Regions from separate parts of the Mus musculus genome. Here all the other regions are linked to region 1. A link is a contact called in public promoter capture Hi-C data. All regions are on one chromosome and are shown on one strand. Each heading gives the region's core, a stretch centred on a gene start, on an enhancer-like site or on the middle of the called end of the contact. The rest is flanking DNA. Distances are from core to core; before and after follow the strand shown.

Region 1 (3,941 bases), core at 945-3,444:
AAGAGGGAGGGAGTAACTAGTTGAGGAGAGCATTTTTAAAGTGTGTACAGGGCTGTATTTCAGATTCTGGGGATATGGACAGCTGACCGAGGTTGAAGTGTCTGTTGCACTAAGAAGGAACATTACCAGAAGCAATACCTCAGTTACAGTCTCTCCCTCACACTGTACAAGAACATATCCATTGTAATACCTTTTTTTTGTTGTTGTTGTTAAAAGGAAACCATGAAGGAGCAGGACTTGCAGCTTCTTCCAGATAACCAGCCAAGGAAGGAGAATGTGTCAGTTCCTCTCTGGGTGGACAACAGGGCTCAGTCAAGACTCCCCATTCAGGGGTTCTTTATAAAACGTTAAGGCAGGGTGCTCTCAAGTTTCAGTTGTCTATATTTTTCTTTAACCAACCTTCTCTACATTCTTCAAATAGAACAAAGGCAAAACTAACGGGATAGTGAAGAACAGAACTGGCTATACATGAGCCAATAGATGTCTGCAATGGGGAAACAGAGTTAAGATTTACTCCACAGTTCAAGTCTGGGACCACTGAAACAAAGCTTGCGAGGTGGGCGGGCGGGATTTCTCTCTGGAGGAAAAGGAGCAACTTTGTTTTTCCTTTGTCTTGCCTCCAAAGCTCATAAAGAGGAAACCATTGAACTAATGTAGCAGGTGGGATGTCTTCTTATTACTAGGGTGTGTGTGTGTGTCCCTGTCCAATTCAGTGCCTCGTTATTTCAGGAAATCAACTTTGTAAAGGTAAAAGTACAGGGAAGTAAACATCTATAAAGGCGTCACTAGTGAGCCAGACAATAATTCAGACCCCCCCCCCTCCTAAAATCAGAAAGAATGGACCTTAGGAGGCAGTGTGTCTGTTTGAATGGTTTGGAGTTCCCTTCTGTCTAACACTGGAGCCCCACTGAATCTTGTTGCCTTGGGTTCCTTAATTTGTAGGATTCATAAGTGCGTTACTTCACTAGGGCCAGGATTAGGGTAAACAACATAGGATTTAGAGGAGCAAAAGAAAGTCAGCAATCAAAAGAAAAGATGTCTCAATGCAGTATTTTGGAAATGTTAAAACTAAGAAATTTTACTATGAACATGATATTACCAAATACAAGATCAACAAGCTTAAGTTACTTGAGATTGTTTAAGACTGTCACTGAGTGCTGGATGTGATGGCACATGCCTTTAATCACAGCACTAGGGAGGTAGATGCAGCAAGGGGAATCTCTGGGAGTTAGAGACAAGCCTGGTCTGGTCTACATGAGATCCAAGTTTCAGGCCAGCCAGGGATACACAGCGAGACAGTGTCTTTTTTCTTTTCTCTTTCTCTCTCTCTCTCTCTCTCTCTCTCTCTCTCTCTCTCTCTCTCTTTCTTTCTTTTAAGCTTTTCCATCTAGAATAACTGCCAAAGATGTAGAATTGAAACACAAAATGAAAAAAAAAAATCTAAAAAATACTGATCAGTTTCTTTCTATAAAAGTAAAATCTTAATTACACTTTGCTTTAAAATAAAGCAACGTTTTGACTTTTAACACTTCTTCAAAATGTTTTGGAATTTCATAAACTTTTAATGTTTTAGGGAAAACATATATACAAATACATAATATAAGGGCGCATTTCTCTTGTGCCTTAGGCACAGTTTGGGACCGGTACTTAATAAAGATGTTAAAAATTTTGCTCCTCACGTGTTTCTTGAATTTTTTGACTTAACATGTTAACATATCTAGATCACCGAGGTTTTGACAGCAATTAATTCTTCAGTCTTACTGCATTAGGAGACTTGTGTCGGTTTTAGTTCCTCCAGGGGCTCAAATATGTTTTATTTCACCTACCTCACTCCCTTTCCCAGGCTGGGAACATCAAATAATTTCAATTTAGGGCTGGGAATAGAGTTCTGGCCAGAGTTTGGTTAGCCAGTGCGGGGCCACTACCGGAGCGAGGGTGGAGATCAGGAAAAACAAAACAAAACAAAAAACCCCAACAACCAAACTAAACCAAACCAAACAACAAAAAAACAAAACCAAAATCGTAAAACTACCCACAGGTGGCATCGTTGATCCGCCCACTTCCGCCTGGACAGAAGTTCCTGGCACTTCTAAATTGAGGGGTCGTGTTTCCGGCGACATCAGCCGGCGGCATTTCAACGACGCACTTCAGAGATTTCCTGTCTTTCCTTGCATCTCGCGAGCTTTGCGGGCTCCGTGCGCCGGAAGCGAGCCGCTGGCGGTCGGGCTCTGCGTGTCCGGTGAGGGAGGGGAGAAGGCTGGCACGAAGTTGTGTTTCCCGAGTGCACGGGCGCGTGCGGGGCTCGGGAGGAGTTGTGCGGCTCCTCGCTGGAGTCCGAGTGTCCCCCGCCGTTCCCTGTGCTGCTCGCGAGCGCCACTTTGGGGGAAGAGCAGCCTCTTGCCCCCGCGGCGAGGCTGGGGAGCCGGGCTTACTCAGCGCTAACGGGGACGAAGGCACTGATTTGCGTCCTTTCGGAGTAGCGTTTACTGTGCCCGCACTGTTTGTAGAGACAGTTTTAGGGGTCTAGAATAACAGAACAAGTTGGAAAAAAAAATGTCCGAGACAACTTCTATTGTAAAGAAATCTAGCAGACAATGGATTGCAAGTGAGAACAGGTTTTTCCCCTCTTTTCTGCTGGTTGAGACCCAGAACCACAGAGTTTCTTTTGTCTCGCTCAGTTTTTGTTTTCAAAAAGAAAGGAACTCCCCACACGTGCAAAAAATGCGGTTGCAAATTGGGTGCACGAGAAGCTGGACGCGCTTAGGATTTAGGACTAGAGAGCATGTGTGTTCTTGATGGATACTGTAGTTTCTTGATTTATCATTTTTCTCTTTTCTTTCTTTCCTTTAGGAAAAGCCTAAAGATTAGGTTGTAAGAAAAACAGAAGCCATGTTTCGAAGACCTGTGTTACAGGTAGTCACTTTTCTACATTAGTGAGTGCTCCAACCGTGTTTCCATAGTCTATAGCCATGTTTTGTTTTGTTGCTTTTCGATTTTGCATACATAAGCACGAGATTCTTACGCCTATCCAGCGTGTTCTATGTGTTTATTTGATGTGGGAGATTCAGAAGGGATTTTGTGTGTGTGTGTGTTTATGTGTGTGTGAAGCTCATAATGTTTACTGAATCAAAAATGATTTTTAAAGTGTATTCGCATATGTAGTACACCTCATGAATTTAATTTAGTAAATATTTGTTACCAGTGCTTAGATCAGAGTATTCATTTAATTATGTAAGTTATTATTATCATTTTTGTTTTGCTGTTTTTGAGACAGCCACTCATAGTTAAGACTATCTTGAGACTCACTGTTAGGCTGAGATGACCAAGAACCTTCCTCCTCCTGCTTCTACTTTGTCACCGATGGTATTTCAGGCCTGCCCCATCGCACCTGATTTCTTCTAACCTTGTCCCATATGGCTCTGGTCTTTTATGACCTTCTGGCCCCTCTCCTCCCCACTCCCATCTTGCTATCCAGAGAGCAGAGCTCACTTCTTGCCACAAATTCATGACCATTCTGCAATCTAGTCGGGTGTCCTCTACTCTAGCCAGCCTTAAGCAGGCCTTAATTACCATTTTTCCTCAGTGTGGCACGTGGGTACCAAGTCTTGTAAATTCTCCTAATGTAAAATCTATTACTTTTCTTCTCCTCTTAAGACTAATGAGTCAAATTCGTTATAAAAGTCTGTTGTCTTCCCCATCCTACTCTTAAGTTGGTCTATCCTTAGCTCCTTACTGTAATCCACACATACTCTGAGCCTTTTAAAATTGAAGTTATACTATAGTATCTTTTTAAACCAAATGGGAAGTAAGTTTGCATTTTGAGGGTATTGAAATAATCCTCTCCCTATTTCTTCTTTTCTACTAGATTATGTGTATGTTCCTAAGATGAGGCATATTGTTATTTTATAACATTTAATGAACACTGGCTCTTCTGAATCTGT
Region 2 (3,941 bases), core at 910-3,409, 2.2 Mb after region 1:
AACTCTCCAGACTAAAAATGTAATTTGTTATGACAGGTTTGTGGAACATCAAGATTTCTGACCCTTTGCTGGAGGGAGTGCCAAATAGTTTGGCACTTGAGGAAGATCTTGGAAATAACCTATTAAAGCTGAATATATTATGAATCCTATGACCTATTTTTTCTACTCTTGGAAGCACACAGTAAAAAAGCACTTGCACACATAGTCATGGGTGTTAAAGGACATTATGTGGTTGCCATGGTAGGTAGTCATTTTAATGTTTGTCTGCAGGTGTCCATTCTCATGTGAAATCCACCCCTTGAGTGTATATATAGGGTGGGGGTGGGAGGGTCAATCACTTCTAAAGAATGGAAGTGACAAAAATAGATGCCATTTTTGAGATTAGAGAAGAAAAGGGTAATATGGTTCTTCTCTCTCTTTTGGCAAACCCTCACTCTAGGGTTGGGGTAGAAGGAGCAAAAACTTATGTCACAGCAAGCCTTTGTAATGAGGCCCTCACTGCAGAGAAAGACATGCCTGGCCCAAATCAGGGAGATCCCAAGTTTACAACAGTCCTGTGTTAGTTCCAATGACCCTTGAGTCAGGCTGAGCCAATACCCCTTTACTACAGTGTGTGAGAACCTCCAGAGACTCCAGTCTAGATCCACAGAAACTGGCAGGTGGTAAAGAAATATTAGAAGTGGCTTTGTAGTTGTTTATTATTGATCTTATACTGTTATGTGTTGGGATAGCTTGTCACATTAAAAAAAATGAATACATTTCCCCAAGTGAGAAACCTAAATGCTCAATGGTAGAATAACTATAGGGTATTAAACCAATTAGAAATAAAAATGAAGGAAGTATAAGCAAGGATTAATCCTAGAGCTATAAGAATATACAGGATAATATTCATGAATGAAAGCATGACAAAATCATAAAGCAACCCATGTATGTTTTACACATAAGAGTAGAACTATGAAAACGGCGTAGTTGAAAGGAAAATCGCGAAGGATGCCAAGTCTCAGGCAGGGAAGGGCAGAAATGAGACCCTCCATTATGGTATTCAAGCCTTATTTTTTTACTTACAAGACGGCCAAGCGTTTATTTCACTATCTTGTAGATTAGACCACTTTGGAATGATAAGCATTCATTTTATTCTTAAGTCTTTAAAGCAACGCAAAACAGAGTGAAGAGCTAGCTGAAACGCAATCACTTTGCAAATCCTTTGGAGAATGGACAAATGGTTAGCGGGTCAGCCCATAGACAAGAGACATTGGTTCATCTCTTTAAGAGATTCTTCCTCCACGTTTCCACGATTGTCTAATTGGCAAGATCCTTTTTCCCCCTCTTCCATTTTTGTCCTTCATTTCAGGTTGGGCCAACCCAGAAGGCCTGCGGGGGGTGGGGGGTTGTGTATCTGCCAACTGGATAATCTAAGCCCCTGCTGCTGCAGGCCGAAGGCGGTCCAGACCTGCGTTCTCCAGAAGCCCCACACCCATTTCAGCAGCACCCTGCCCACATCCTCCCACCCACCTCTCAGAGCAAATATACTCCAGGCCCCTGGGTGCTTAAAGGACATGGAGAGGACTTTTACCTGGGGGCGGGTAAAGGAGGCTAAGCAGGGACTGTGGCCCTTAAAGAATTCTGTGTGGAGTCTCCTTCCGCAACCTCTGAGGTTCCTTTCATCAAATCCCAAAGGCTCCCTGCTGAACACAAACCACTCAATAAGGAAATGGGAAACGGCTGGGAGGGGGTTCCTGGCTGGCGAAGGGATAACAATGCAGGAAGACTGAAGGAGATATCTAAAGCAGCGGAAAGCTCAGAAAGAGACAGAGAGGAAGGTCTCAATGTGGAATGCATCAGCCACCTCCGCACGCCCGAGTTGCCCACACCAGCCCCCCACGCAGCCCCAGGCACTCGCCACCTCCTGCCCCCTTCCCCGCGAAGCACCCCACCCTTCTGGCAGTGGCCTTTGTCATCGCAGGCCTCTCCTGGTGCAGACCCTATCGCGGAGCCAGACTCACTCTGCGTCGCTGTTCCCTGAAGTGCTGATTCGGAGGCACAACAGCAAAGGAGGAAGCTACCCAAGGGGAAGAAGCTTCAGGCCTGCAAGGGAATAGGCGGTGGACCAGTGGATGGGGGACGTGGAAAGTCACTGGCAGAGAAGGGGGAGCAAGCAATGGGCCGTCCTGAGAACTGATTGGCTACACGGGGATGTGGGCGGTGCTCCGCTCTCTGCCCCCAGACCTTAGAGGCTCTCCTTTATGTCAATTTCTGCTCCAAGGCTTGGATGTGCAGCTGGCCAATTTCTAAAACACATACATACATACATACATACATACATACATACATACATACATACATACAGCTTAACACTGTGAACAAATAAGACATTGATAAAACAAGAGAGCTTTTATCAGAAATTATACACAATTATATTAAGAGAAGAATTAAAGCTATGGGTCCTATATTAAATTTAATGAAAAAGTCAAGTTTTGGTAGAAGAGAGTGTGTCTACACTTTGTTATATCCCAAACATCTGGAGTTTGAAGCTGTTGCATCTTCCTTAGTTTCATAAACTGGAAGTATGAGTGAATAGTGGCGGCTACAACAAATTGCCAGACAAGGAGGTGAATTAAGCCACACCCTTCCGACATCTTACAGTTCTGTACATCAGAAGCCTGGCACAGGTTCCACTGGGTAAAGCTGGGAAAATCAATGGGAGGATTTGCTTTCCTCCCTTCTCCAGATTCCAGAGTAGGCCTCAAATGATCTGACTTTGCCTGCTCAGGGACTTGCCCTGTCTGCAGAGGCAGTGGCCTCATCACTCCACCCTATACTTCTGCTATGGCATCTTCTCAGCTTTCTGATGCCCTCAGTTCCTTAGGGGACCCTGGTATCCATTCCAGTGGTTCTATCCAAATGACTTCTCAGCTCAGGGTCAGGTAACTAGCAAGCCTAATTCCATCCAGATCACAACTTCTTGGTCCTGTAACATTGCATCCTAACATGCTCTAGAATGATATATGGTTTCTATGGGGTCGTGTGTCTTCCCCCGAAGGTATGTTAGGATGTTTTTGCCCTGTTCTGTGATACTTGTCTCTATCAGGGTTAAAATAGGACTCTACGACTACATGTGACAAAGATCGTGCAAATGTCTGCTTTAACCTGAAAGAGGGCAGGTAATTCCAGACATGGGTGATTGCATCGTACTGTCACATTGATTGAGTTCACTCTGTTGTAACTAGGACATCCTCTTTGTAATGTGGGTCCCTTCATCACTGACCTTCAGCTCAGCTCACTGGTACCTAACTCAAAATCAAATCATTCTCTGGGGGTCTTTGCACAGCTCCATCGACATCTAGCCCATATGCTCATCCTTCTTCCGACTTACATGTTACTTACATGTTCTTTGCCAAGTAGTGCTGGGTCCTGGAGCAAAAGATAAAAGAGGGGAGCCAGTACCAGGCTCCCAGCATATTTCTGACAGCCTCTGAGAATTTGAGGAGACCTTTCTCACACATTGTCACAGTGTGCTTCAGTTGTAACATGACTGACGGGTAGCCTGATCCTGTTCTACCCCAATTCTAGCGGGCCTTTCTTTTTTGACCTCTTTTTTGAGGCCACGTCTCTCATTCCATTCAGTCCTCTTTTCTCCCCTGCATTGTTAAGTTTCCTCCCTGAGATAGTGCAGTTCCATAGGCAGAATGTGTAGTGGGAAGATCATATCAACAGAACACTTGCCTTGGTCTCCAAGAACCACTTATTACCACTTCAAATTCTGCTACTTTAAGAATTGGAACACACTGTGATAATGTGTGAGAAAAGTCCTCAAGAATTCCCAGGCCCTCCTCTTCCCTCTTTTTCTCCAGAGGCCTGCACTTCTTAGAAAAGAGCATGTAACACTCAGAAGAAGAGCAGAAGCAGGAGCTGGGAGAGGATGAGTTGTAACAAGGACCTCA
Region 3 (3,941 bases), core at 1,009-3,508, 2.2 Mb after region 1:
AACTAGTGATGCTAAGGAAGAATGCACTTCAATGGGAGTCCCTGGGGAGGGGCAGAGCCAGCTCACTGCATTGAGAAGAAAAGGAGCCAAGCCAGCATGCATCAGGTAGCTCTCATGGGATACGACCACCAGGCGGCCTTGGCCATAGAAAGAAACAGCAATGAGCACCTGGCCCTTGTCATTCACCATCACTGGGAAGGCTGCCTCCCCAATAAGAAGGAGTTCACTGGGAGTGAATTCTTTAGGGAGATCCCAGCTGGTCACTCCATTCATGAGGGCCTCAAAAGCAGCATCGGGAGTTGTTGCCATGGTTCTGCCCGTTGCTACAAAGGAAGCAGAGACTCAGGTTGGTCAAACCAGAATGAGGAAGCAGTAAGGAAGGCAATTAACTAAATGTTTTTGGTCCAGAAGATAGATTAGTTTCTCCTTTTGAGGATGAAGTGAAGCGCAAACAGACAAGGATTCCACTTTTATGACTCAAAACTATAAGAAGAGTAAAGACAATTAAATAAGTAGGCTTATAAATAAATAAATAAATAAATAAATAAATAAATACAACTGCAGCAATCCCCAGTTGCTATCTATTGATGAACTATGGACAGGAAGACTGCTTTAGAATGCATGACAGGAAAGACCTGGTAGGAATAGGAACAGAAAGCTGAAACCTGAAATGGTGTGGGAGGATCAGTTTGGTAAGAGGTACACCAGGGCAGCAGCAGAGTGAACGGCAGAGAGGAACAAGTCCTGGGGTAGATAAGGAGGTGCAGCTTCCCATAGGATCTGATGAATCAAATGCAGGGACTGACTTGGTGTTTGTTTTATTCTTTCAGACAAAAGGGCCACAATGACCTGTTATAAACTGCGTTAGTTGGGATCGCATGACCTTTCAGAAAGTGCATCATTTCTGACAGCTTTGCTTACCTTGTTGGAAACAGCTTCCAAATGATCAAAGCTGCCTTAGTGGAAACCCCCCATGCCACCCATTTTGACTGCCTGGGAAAGTTCTTTTCAAATTTTTTGGAAGCTGGGTATGCTGAGAGCTGAGCTTACCCTAGTAGCCACTTCAGACTCTCTCTCTAGACCAATCACAGAGGTCCGAGGACCATTGTTTTACAGATTAGACTATAAGTGCTATAGGTACAGTGCGCAATGTGAGTGCCTCTCTCTTTCTTCCCTGTCTCCTTTCCTTGAGTGCGGAGTGTGGCTGGTGATCCACAAGACTTCGCTATTCCCACATCTGAGTAGCTCACCGTAGGGGACCTCCTCCACCTTCGCTCACATGATTGACAGGGCACCCTTTCAATGGCTGTGAGCTGACATCCTAAGAAAATTTTCAGGTACTGGGGGGAGCCATGGGTACTTGCCCAGGGCCTCTCTGAGGTGCGTCCTAGGAGGGTCCCTGGAAGAGTTGAGCTATGTAGCAGACAGATCTAGACAGCTGACACTCCCCCTTGTTGAGTTCTCTCCTTCCATTTTTTTGTTTCTCCCCATGTTCTTCACTTGGGATTTCAGGTAGACTCCCTTGTTCCTCCTGTCTCCTTTGTTCATCCTGTTCATACAAAATGTTAAACAACTCATGTTGCCCATCTCCTTTCATCTATCCGCGTAGTCCAGTCCATTTAGCTCATGGCCATGACCTGGCCTGAATCTGAGGAATGCATCTCCACCTTCCATATCCTTGACTAAGAACTGTATAGAAGAACCCTGTCACTTTTCAGCCACTCCTCTGTGAGGTAAAATGTTCACTGGTGTTGGCATGTCTCTATGTGCCTCACCCCCCCCACTTCATAGCACTGTTCCAGGAAAGTGAACTGTGGGAAATCTGCTTAGGGGTGGAAAAGACAGCAGGTAGATCAGGAATTCCAAGTTCAACGTCTCATGAAGTTTGTTTGAAAAGAAAGTCCTCTGATTTTTCCCAAGTTTGGCAGGAAGAGCAACAAACAAAAACAGTCCCAGCACTCTGAAACTAAATGTGCTTACACGCGCGAGCACACACCTTTTTCAAATTCGTGACTCAAGTTCAGAGAGCAAAGATAAAGGAGTTCTGAGTTAACTAGAAAACTGTTCCAGGCCAATAAAACTAAAAGAAAAACATACCTGTGAGCAGATACACTGTTGGGAACGGCGTCCAGTAGCCTTCTGGCACTTTAAGGATTTCCTCCCAGCGTCGTCTTAGTGCTCGGACACTCAGCCCCACACCGGAACAAACCAGGACAGAAAATTCAGACCACAGAGGTTGCTGCCGGCTGACTGTCGCTGCAGAGGAATGGACTGCAGTATGAATAAGGGTCTTCCATGGGCGGGGCCTCTAGAGGCGGGGCTGCGGAAGGCGGGGCTATAGGAAAGCCCGCTGCCCAAATGAAAGACTTTCTTGAGGGCCGATTTGAGTCTCGAGGGCGGAGCTTCCCAGGGGCGGATCTTTTCCAGGGCGTGGCTATCCCGGGGCAGGGTTAGTTATAGGCGAGGCTGTCCTATTGGATGAGCTACCCAGGGAACTGGTTAGTTGTGGGGCTGTTCCGGATGGGAAGCCCTCTATGAAGCTGGACTATTCCAGTATCTGAGAAGTCCGGATGTACGAGCATCCCCTAACAGTTGCTCTGCCAGACCGGGAATCTGACTCCAACTGGCTTGGTGCTACACCAGTGCCTAATTGCTCTGTTAATATCTCCAAGCTTGGGCTTCAGGGCCTGCCGCCTAGTGGCCATCACTGGCAGTACAGCTGTGGGAATCTGGGGCCAGGAAATCTGGTCCAGGATATTTTCACTGGGCAGAAAACATGACTGTACCATGCAGTTTTTGTTTGTTTGTTTGTTTTTGTTTTTTTTAATCACAATTGCTCTGTAGTACAGCTTGAGGTCAGGCCAGGTGATTCCCCCAGAACTTCTTTTATTGTTGAGAATAGTTTTTGCTATTTTAGGTTTTCTGCTATTCCAGATGAATTTGCAAATTGCCCTTTCTAACTCAGTGAAGAATTGAGTTGGAATTTTGATGGGGATTGCATTGAATCTGTAGATTGCTTTCGGCAGGATAGCCATTTTTACTATATTAATCCCGCCAATCCATGAGCATGGGAGATCTTTCCATCTTCTGAAATCTTCTTCAATTTCTTTCTTCAGAGACTTGAAGTTCTTGTCATACAGATCTTTCACTTAGTTAGAGTCACACCAAGGTATTTTATATTATTTGTGACTATTGTGAAGGGTGTTGTTTCCCTAATTTCTTTCTCATCCTGTTTATCTTTTGTGTAGAGAAAGGACACTGATTTGTTTGAGTTAATTTTATATTCAGCTACTGCGCTGAAGGTGTTTATCAGGTTTAGGAGTTCTCTGGTGGAATTTTTAGGGTCACTTATATATACTATCATATCATCTGCAAATAGTGAAATTTTGACTTCTTTTTTTCCAATTTGTATCCCCTTGATCTCCTTTTGTTGTCGAATTGCTCTGGCTAGGACTTCAAGTACTAGATTGATAGGTAGGGAGAAAGTGAGCAGCCTTGTCTAGACCCTGATTTTAGTGGAATTGCTTCCAGCTTCTCTCCATTTACTTTGATGTTGGCTACTGGTTTGCTGTGGATTGCTTTTATTATGTTTAGGCATGGGACTTGAATTCCTGAACTTTCCATGGCTTTTATCATGAAGGGGTGTTGGATTTTGTCAAATGCTTTCTCAGCATCCAACAAGATGATCATGTGATTTTTGTCTTTGAGTTTCTTTATATAGTGGATTACATTGATGGAGTTCTGTATATTAAACCATCCCTGCATCCCTGGGATGAAGCGTAATTGGTCATGATGGAAGGACAGGTAGAGTAGTGGAATAGTATTGAAGACCCAGAAATGAACCCACAAACCTATGGCCTCCTGATATTTGACAAGGGAGCTAAAACCATCCGTAGGAAAAAAAAGACAGCATTTTCAACAAATGGTGCTGGAACAATTGG

What was found. Promoter capture Hi-C pulls out the DNA fragments that hold promoters and counts their contacts.
Region 2: a promoter capture Hi-C map of liver shows a contact between it and region 1, with 3 times the contacts expected there. The contact joins the promoter of Tcaf1 here to the promoter of Ssbp1 in region 1. A contact is called at or near these places in 3 of 39 promoter capture datasets (the 3T3-L1 cell line, cranial neural crest and liver).
Region 3: a contact with region 1 is called in a promoter capture Hi-C map of liver, with 3 times the contacts expected there. The contact joins the promoter of Tcaf2 here to the promoter of Ssbp1 in region 1. A contact is called at or near these places in 2 of 39 promoter capture datasets (both in liver).

Annotation. Positions count from the first base shown.
Region 1 is chr6:40,469,221-40,473,161 of GRCm38.p6, forward strand. It overlaps Ssbp1 (single-stranded DNA binding protein 1), which reads left to right and starts at 2,195. Exons shown (of 6, transcript NM_028358.2): 1 at 2,195-2,239; 2 at 2,851-2,913. The coding sequence starts at 2,890.
Region 2 is chr6:42,707,956-42,711,896 of GRCm38.p6, forward strand. Tcaf1 (TRPM8 channel-associated factor 1) reads right to left here and starts at 2,160. Exons shown (of 9, transcript NM_001355769.1): 1 at 2,004-2,160.
Region 3 is chr6:42,642,783-42,646,723 of GRCm38.p6, forward strand. Tcaf2 (TRPM8 channel-associated factor 2) reads right to left here and starts at 2,259. Exons shown (of 8, transcript NM_146174.1): 1 at 2,098-2,259; 2 at 1-323. The coding sequence starts at 309.